Regions from separate parts of the Mus musculus genome. Here regions 2 and 3 are each linked to region 1. Evidence: chromatin contacts called from public Hi-C and HiChIP or PLAC-seq data. All regions are on one chromosome and are shown on one strand. Each heading gives the region's core, a stretch centred on a gene start, on an enhancer-like site or on the middle of the called end of the contact. The rest is flanking DNA. Distances are from core to core; before and after follow the strand shown. Region 1 holds the start of Anxa5 (annexin A5). Region 2 overlaps Dcun1d1 (DCN1, defective in cullin neddylation 1, domain containing 1 (S. cerevisiae)). Region 3 has its middle 14 kb from the start of Gm25696.

Region 1 (2,759 bases), core at 126-2,625:
GCCTGTTAAAGCCAAGGCCCTTGATGACCAAAGATGATCTTTCACTCCTGATCCTCCTGCCTCTACCTCCCAAGATGTGGGATTCCAGGTATAACCACTTTGCCTCAGGGCGGAATATTTTAGGTATGATAACTTCTTCACATGACCAGCTTTGAAAAATTACTACATACGCTGGGCGGTGGTGGTGAAGGCTTTTAGTTCTAGCCCTCAGCAGAGGCAGTCTGTGAGTTCGAGGCCAGCCAAGGCAACACAGAGGAACCCTAGCTTGGAAAACAAAACAAAACAAAACAAAAATCAACTTTTCTTTGCTACAGTCTTGAAAAATACTAAGAGATCTCCTAAAACAATGACAACAACAAAAACCTATTCGGAAGTCAACTTCTGAAAGAATCCCAAGGCAAATTCAATTCAGAACTCGTTTTGCCAGTTCATTACTTTGGAAACCCAGCTTTTTGGTTCACTGCCTTTAGCAGAAAAAGAGAAAGAAAAGGCACAGTCGGTTCCTGTTAAATAAGTTGCGCCTTGCGCTGGAAAAAGCTCCCCTGAAGCACCATGGAGATTGCCCACGCACACCCAGTATTCAAACACAGGAAACTGCGGGAAAAATAAAAAAATAGGGGAAGCCAAAGGGCGTTCTCCTCACATGACCAAGAGAACTGTTCCTGCTCCGGATCTAATTTTGGCAACTCTGGATTTGGGGCGGCCTGATTCACATGCACCGGGGAGAAACACCGGCTGGTTCCGGACACTCCGGGGCGAGGGAGAAAACAGGAGAGCGCACACGGAGGGGGACACCCAAGAGGTCACAGAGAGGACACAGAGCGGGACACAGATGGGAAAGGCGAAAACCAAGAGACTGCGAAGGCAGCTGCCTTCAGAGAGGGTCCCGATCGCCCTGGTCGCGGTCACACGGCTTACCATGATGCTGTCGGTCAGGAGTGGACTGGAGCTGCAGGGAGAGGGGAAAAGAGAGACAGGGTCACTGGAGCTCTGGTCCCCTGACCCCAAAAGGGCCCTGAGCCCTTGGTGGAGGAGTCGCTCCCGGGACTACGGCCACTTACCAGGCAGTAGAGCGCAGGCTGCGGGTGAGAGCAGGACCGATGCACACGCCAAAGGACAAGGCAGTACTCTTCACAACTCCGTGCAACGGAAACGCCCTGGGCAGCCCAGCCTAGCCCGACCTGGCCCCGCCACGCCACGCCCCTGCCAAGATCACACACCCACCAGGGTCCCGCCCCCAGAGACGCTGCACTATAAGCCCCGCCTTGTCCCAGGCAGCTGCCACATCCCTGGATACGGTACTTTCCTCAGACAAGGCCACCCCCCTACCATGGCCACCTCCCTAATTAGGTCCCAGCCCGGGCCGCGCCCCCATCAGGACACGCCCTGCCACGTCCTAGCCTCTATGCTCCTGCGCCTGCGTGGGGCTTTTCGCTCACTCTTCGCTACGCTGGAGGCGCTGCAGGCCCAGGGGTCTGGGTGTGTCTAGAGAGTTAGGGACTGTCACAGCGGCACCTCACAGCGTCTTGCACCGCACTCTAAGCATGGGACAGTGAGGACCTTTTCCAGACTGCTTTCCAAGTGTTTCGTGCTAGTGTTTGCCTCTGGATGTCCGTGTAGCTGATGGGCAGCTCTTTTAAGAGCTGTACCTGGCAGTGTCAAAGCCTCAGAGCGGAAATGGTTTCACTTCCAAACTCAGCCTGTAACTTCAAAGACCCCAGGTGCAAGGTGACTAAGATGGAGCTTCCCCGCCCCCCCCCCGCCCGCCCCCAGGCCTAAAGACGCTGCAAAAGGATCGCGGATGTTCTAGAAGGATCAAAATCAGGTTTTTGAGCAAGAAGAAGCTAACCGAGGGTGGGGGTTGGGGGAGCCTTGCCACATGCTGAGTCTGGCCCTGATAGGTAGACTGATGGTTTTCTGGAAAAGCAGACAAAACTGCCGCTGAGGAGGGGAAGCCTGCCATTTTCCCTTGTGTACCCTTGTCCTATTGCTTTTCCTGTTCATGCGCCCCCTTCTCTGGGGACCTAGCCGCTCCCACAGCCTTAGACATTCCAGCACCTCTCCCAGGGAATTGTAATTTCTAGACTACTTTGGTTTTTGTTTTGTTTTGTTTTGTTTGCCTACACTAAGGGATCCTCTCACTTGACCCTTCAAGTACGGTTATGACTTCGATGCAACCATTTCCCTGCCTCCTCGCCCCCGCATTCCTTTAAGGCCCACCTATCTCTCAGTCGCTCACACTTATCTACTTTCTTTCTACTAGCATCTCCTTCAGTCTTTGACCTAAGTATTTTTTTTTCTTACATCTACTCAACTCCGTGTCCTCCTTCTCTGGAGTTAAGACCGCAGAAGCCTGTTTAACAGTGCTGTGGAAAACTGCCTTACGGCTGGCAGTGACTAGTGATCCGCCCTGCAGCCAAGGAGTAACATAAATTATTAGACCCAGACCTTTGATCTTCCCCAGCAAATGTTGCCTTTACATCCTATTACAATTAGCTTATTCACCTGGACCCCAGTCTGGAGGAGCAAGCTGACTTTCCGTGTTGAAAGGCAGAGCTCATGCATGAGAGGGCAGAGGAACACTATTTCCCAAGAAGGCTTTTCAGAAGCCTTTCCTACTAGAGGGAAGGAAGCCTGACTGAATGCTATTGAGTGTTCTGAGCACCTAGGAGACATTCATAAAATGGCCTACCTTAATATTCTAAATATAGCGTAGCACTGAGGAGAGGGCACACTGTGAAAGAAAGCACGAGATGCTG
Region 2 (2,786 bases), core at 250-2,749, 580 kb before region 1:
TCTTGATCTCTATTTTCTTCTGGAAAAAAAATTTTTGCTTGATATCACTCAATTTTTCCATTAGATAAAAAGTTTTTTCTATTTTATAACCTGAAATAAAATTTTATTATTTATATTGAATATGCCTTTACACAAAAATATACTTTCTAGATGTAAAGCAGTTGTAGGTTTTCCTCTTCCGTGTTTGTTAATTAAGCTGTTCCTTGTACACTTCACACAATTGTTTCAAATCAAACTTTGTTTTCAAAGTTTTGATTTTGGTTCAAAACTTTTCCATTTTCTTTGAACTTGATGAGTGCTTTCTCCTAGAGAAGGACTTGCTTCTAAGCAGATGTTGGCTTTTTCTTTTCATCTCCATGACTTTGCATTGGCCTCCAGATTTGCCAACGACGTAAAGTTACCTTCTCAGACAACCAATAGCACATCTTAGGGACAGGAGCGTAGCTCTGCTGGTCAGTGCTTCCGGGGGGCCTGGGCTCCATCTCCAAAACTGCATAAACCTTGCCTCTGATTCCAGCACTCAGAGGCAGGTAGGCCGGCCAGGTGTTCAAGATCACCCTCACTTACACCAGGAGTTCAAGGCCAACCTGGGGCTGCACGAGACCATCTCAAAAGCAAACACAAAACATTTTAAAACTCAAATATTAGGAGCCAACCTAAGGAACCAGAAGACTGGCTGCTCTTCCCTAGGGCCTGAGCTCCATTTCCAGAAGCCACAGGGTGGCTCACAAGCACCTAACTTCAGTCTCGAGGGATCCAGCGTCCTCTTCTGGGCTCCTTGAACATGAAACACAGAAATACATAAAGGCAAAATACCCATACCCATAAAAGGGAGGAAGAAAGCCAAGCCAAGCTGCTCACCGTATCACATGCCTCTAATCCCAGCATCTGGGAGGCTGAGGGGCAGAATTACATTTGGGGCAACACTGGGCTATAGCACGGTCCATTTCAAAAACACAGTATCAAAACAAAGTTAAAAAATGGAATTCTAACAACTCTCCTATGAAACACTTGGAAGAGAGAAAAGCAGTAGGGTGTGGTGGCATGCACCTTTAACCCCAGCCTTCAGGAGGCTGAGGCGGGTGGACCTCTATGAGTTCATGGCCGGTTGTCTCAAAACCCACAGTAACAAAATAAGCAAAACCAAACTAACCAAACAAACCCCCAAAACACCACCACCACTACCAACATCACCAATCACCCACAAAAATATAAGAGTGTAATAGGGCTGTCTGCATGGGACAACTCAAACACCCTGAGCCACAGCCTGTAAACCAAAGGACAGTATAACTGCAAAAAATTAAACTGAAAGTAACTTGCTTGTGAAGGGAGAGAACCTTTGTATACACGTAAGTAAATCTTTAATTTTCAGTTTAAAAGAGTAGGGGATGTAGCTTTGTAGTTGGCACTTTGCTTGTCTAACATGCACAATGCCACCTTTGATCCCCAGCTTCAAATAAACCGGGTGTGGTACACTGTAATCCCAGCACTCAGGAGATAGGGACTAGAGGGTCAGAAGTTCAAGGATATCCTTGGTTACACAGTGATTCTGAGAATGGCCTGGAGTTCATGAGTCCCCATTTCAAAACAGTAACAACAAAAGCAAAAGTGAGTAACTACAAAGTTACTTCTCTTTTAACGGCCCTAGATAAAGCCATTACCCGTTAGGCCATGTTACGTCTGCTCTTTTCACCATGATTTAACTGTTTATGAGAGGTTTTATGCTGGTATTTTTGACGATGTTTGTTTTCCAAATGAACCTGGGGCTGGAAAGATTACGGGCAGCTTGCTCTGCTCCTCAGCTGCTCTAGGTGGCTCCAGGTGTCTGCATCTCTAGCTCTCCGGGATCCCATGCATCCGTTTGGCCTTCATCGCCTGTAATCATATGCACACACCACACATACCTCCAGCCACATAATTTAAAATAAAAAAGAATCTTGAAAAACAATCAACCAAAGAGAAGTCAAAAGCTGCATTAGCACCAATTCCTTCCATGAGCCCATGGCAAGGTTGTCCAAGAGGTAGTCTACAGCAAATGACACTTTCCAAACAGGCAATACAGAAAAGAAGCCAGGAGTGCCCAGAGGAGACCATGGGTGACAGTTCCAAGCTTATCTGTTCTGCCTCCAGAGAGTGGCACAAATAAAGCAACTCAGTTAACCAAAAGGAGTCAATGGAAACCAGAAATTAACTTCACTAGATTCCTATGAAATAAAAAGTACTGCTATGATTATAAAAATGGAAGCAATAAAAGGGTTCAGAAATACACTCAAGTTTATAATCAATTAAAGGGTGAGCCATAATTTGACCCTATTCATCATCTGTCATATAAAAGCCACAGTTCAATTATTAAGATATATGATAAATAGTTCACATTTTAAAACATTTATCATTACATTATCAAATTTGGTAAACTCTTATCAAAACATCTCAGCATTCAATATAAACCATATTATTAAAAGTTTAAGGTAACAACAACAACAAAAAGCCCAGAGGTGTCAGGTAAATATTTCCTATTAAAGACACAATTTAACATTCAGAGCCACATAAACGCTCACTGAACGGTCATTCATGTTACAAGGGCATACTTTGTAAACAAGTATAACTTTTCCCAACACCATTTTCCATTTTTCATCCCCAAATTATTCTCTTAGGTCAACTTGCTCCTATTTGTATGCCAAAATGACAGGTTTCCAAACAGTCCTTAACAGCAACACACGTAAACACACAAGCAGGGTGGGCATGGAATGGCTCAAAAACTTATCATCAAAGAAAAAAATAAAAAA
Region 3 (2,758 bases), core at 137-2,636, 750 kb before region 1:
TGGGGGTTAGGAGGGAGTGGTCAGTGGAATCTACAGGAAATGGGGGAAGGAGGAAGGGAGCTTCAGCTAGTGAACTGTTGCAGGGTTTGGGATTGGGTCTCGGGGAACAGAGGGAGAGGAGAAGAACTTCTGGGTCCACCCCTTGGTGTTTATCTTGCTTCTCATATTGGAAAACAGCACTGAAACAATTAGTAAAGACGTAAACAACTTGAGGCTAGGGTTGTAGTTCAGTCGGCAAAGAGCTTGCGTAGAGTGCAGGAAGTCCTGAGTCTAATCTTCAGAACCACGTGTGACTGAGCAACGTGGTGTATGCTTGTAATTGCTGCAGGAGAGTCAGAAGTTCAAGGTCAGCTACACAGTCAGTGTGAGGCCACTTTGAGCTGGCCTCAACTTATTGAGACCCTGTCTTACTCGCACATACTAAGCCCAACTATATTCAATGGTATTTTCAAATAATGTGATCCATCAAGTTTAAAAAAAAAAAAAGCCAACAACATAGGGTCTAGTAGGCTTGAAGGGAATATTCTGTTCTACTAGATCTATGGTAACCAACTAGTACCAGCCCTGTGTCTGTAGCTCTTTTTCTGCAGTATTGTTACTTAAATGCCCCACACCTTCTAAATGTCTGGAGCACTCCAGCAGATTCAGCAACTACAAAGTCTCCAGTTTCAAATACCCCAGAGGGAGTACTGGCCCTTCCCAAAAAGCAATTCCGAGTTTGTTAAGACCCTGTGATCATAGGTAATTTCGTGTTATAGTCATAGACTCTCACACAAATGTGTCACTATGAGTCCATGGTATTAGAGATGGCCCCAGAATTCTACTTTCTAAGTACGTTCTCCCATACTCTATTGCCCTTATAAGTATGAGCTTCTATGCCTGCAGTTCCCGAGGCCCTGCACTCTTTAGAAGTGTCTTTAGCGATGGAGTTCTAGATCAGAGAGTGCTACCCTACATCACTCAGCAGCCCACCCAGTCCTGACTCCACCCTTTTTAAAAATTCTTTCTATAGACCCAAAAAGGAGTACTTCCGGGAACTGGAAGTGCCAGGAAAGGAGGAGTTATAGGACTTTGCAGAGCAAATGACTGATAAAAGGGAAGGCAGAAACCTTGGGTGGGGCTGTCATCCCCACCACTACTGGTAGTGGCTAGTTTTTCCAGGGCAAAAGTCACCTGCCTTAAAGGAAAATTGTGGAAAGGGAGAGGCTGAAGAGCCTGTATCAGGAGGCCAGTGCTGCTTCTAAAACAGGTTTCTCCAGTTCTGCTTCTGAAAAGCTAGCTGGGTCTGTAGTGAGCTTTAAGGGTAGATTTCCTCCTGACTGCGCTTCTGACTCATTACAGGTCTTTCTTCTTGTTGAGCTGAATTTGTTACTCAGAGAGGTAAACCACACCCACCGAACTTGCGACTTCTCCCTGACCAGGGTGGGGGAGCTTCCTGAGACAAGAGTACACATCACACAGCACATTGTGAAATTGACTTCACCCTCAATTAAGTCTGTACTTTGACTCTATAAGTGACGCTGGTTTTGCCATATATGTCATCTGTGATGGAACTGCCTTCTGTTGTCCTTGTCATCAGTACTCAACACATTTCAGTAAGAGTTACGTGGCTAAGGCAGACTGGATCCTTTCTTTCTTTCTTTCTTTCTTTCTTTCTTTCTTTCTTTCTTTCTTTCTTTCTTTCTTCCTTCCTTCCTTCCTTCCTTCCTTCCTTCCTTCCTTCCTTTCTTTCTTTCTTCCTTCCTTTCTTCCTTCCTTCCTGCCTCTCTCTTCTTCCTTCCTTTCTTTCTTTCTTTCTTTCTTTCTTTCTTTCTTTCTTTCTTTCTTTCTTTCTTTCCTTCCTTCCTTCCTTCCTTCCTTCTCTTTTTCTTTCTTTTGTACCTCCCTAGCACAAACATCAGTTTACAGTTTACAGCAATGCAATCTCCTGTGACACCTCATGGGGAAAAAAGCAGTCTGGCTGTCCAACAGTAATATGATTCCCCGAGTCAGGTAAATGGAGTAGGCCCCACTCCCACCCCTGCACCCCATATCTGTGCTGAAAAAAAAAAAGTCACCAGCTCCCTGGCTCCTCTCCAGGCTCCTCACATCTGCACTTTCTCTTTCCCATTCTCTGCCAAGCTGGGACTGAAGGTCCTGCCCTGCTCTCCATCTACATTCTCCACCCTGTCCGCCTTGTCTCCTTCCTTATTCTATGGAACCAACGCACACCTCTCTCCTTTGTCTACCTTTTCAAACTCAGAAATAAAACAAAAGGCCTAGGCAAAGCTGTTCCATTAACATTTTACCCAGCTTCTTCTTCTTGGTCTCCACCCACAGCTTCTTCCTCTATGTCACCCTCACTTCAAAGGGAACCTGTTTCCACTTGCAGAGTTCTGGCAGACCTGCAGTGTGCACCAGAAGACAACCATTTTGTTGCAGCTGTCTTTACCTTGGTGGCCCTCCTATTGGAAAGGTTCTCTATCTCTCAATTCTAATGGATATTTCTTATCAAAATTTCCACCCATTCCCCTTGGTCCTCACCCATTTCCTCTCCACATCCACTGTGACAAAAATGGCACCTACATCTGAGTCTTCCAGCTGCTTGACATTATAACAGCTGTACTAACTCACTGGCCTGTTCCAAACGGATCACTTGGCCTCCTGAGCCACTAAGCGTTCAGACTAGATGTCTAACAGAGGCCTGGTTTGGTTTTTGTTTTTGTTTTCCCCTTATTTGGTTGCTCTAAATTGTTCTGTCTGTCATTTCACTGTTGTA

What was found. A called contact is a pair of places that touch in the nucleus more often than the background predicts. HiChIP or PLAC-seq counts read pairs in DNA pulled down with a chosen protein or histone mark.
Region 2: a contact with region 1 is called in a Hi-C map of liver, with 3 times the contacts expected there. The contact joins the enhancer-like site here to the promoter of Anxa5 in region 1. A contact is called at or near these places in 2 of 39 promoter capture datasets (liver and neutrophils), 1 of 484 Hi-C or Micro-C datasets (liver), 1 of 115 datasets of contacts at active chromatin or transcription factors (bone marrow-derived macrophages) and 1 of 9 other capture datasets (adipose tissue).
Region 3: a contact with region 1 is called in an H3K27ac HiChIP or PLAC-seq map of embryonic stem cells, with 2.6 times the contacts expected there. The contact joins the enhancer-like site here to the promoter of Anxa5 in region 1. A contact is called at or near these places in 1 of 39 promoter capture datasets (embryonic stem cells), 1 of 484 Hi-C or Micro-C datasets (CD4 T cells), 8 of 115 datasets of contacts at active chromatin or transcription factors (bone marrow-derived macrophages, embryonic stem cells, large pre-B cells and 4 more) and 1 of 9 other capture datasets (pancreatic islet).

Annotation. Positions count from the first base shown.
Region 1 is chr3:36,474,512-36,477,270 of GRCm38.p6, forward strand. It overlaps Anxa5 (annexin A5), which reads right to left and starts at 1,376. Exons shown (of 13, transcript NM_009673.2): 1 at 1,062-1,376; 2 at 919-949. The coding sequence starts at 921. 1810062G17Rik (RIKEN cDNA 1810062G17 gene) reads left to right here and starts at 1,426. Exons shown (of 3, transcript NM_028183.1): 1 at 1,426-1,728. The coding sequence starts at 1,624. It overlaps Mir7009 (microRNA 7009), which reads right to left and starts at 1,013; the gene lies at 950-1,013.
Region 2 is chr3:35,889,847-35,892,632 of GRCm38.p6, forward strand. Dcun1d1 (DCN1, defective in cullin neddylation 1, domain containing 1 (S. cerevisiae)) reads right to left here. Exons shown (of 7, transcript NM_001205361.1): 7 at 2,259-2,786. Among named protein-coding and RNA genes, the nearest start is that of Dcun1d1, 42 kb to the right of the region's middle. Within about 2 kb of position 1,500, at least 4 of the 459 cell types and tissues checked have an H3K27ac peak or open chromatin away from gene starts, as enhancers often do. A contact at or near this core is called in liver, where this site is marked.
Region 3 is chr3:35,719,700-35,722,457 of GRCm38.p6, forward strand. No RefSeq gene overlaps it. Among named protein-coding and RNA genes, the nearest start is that of Gm25696, 14 kb to the right of the region's middle. Within about 2 kb of position 1,387, at least 134 of the 459 cell types and tissues checked have an H3K27ac peak or open chromatin away from gene starts, as enhancers often do. A contact at or near this core is called in embryonic stem cells, pancreatic cancer cells and regulatory T cell precursor, where this site is marked.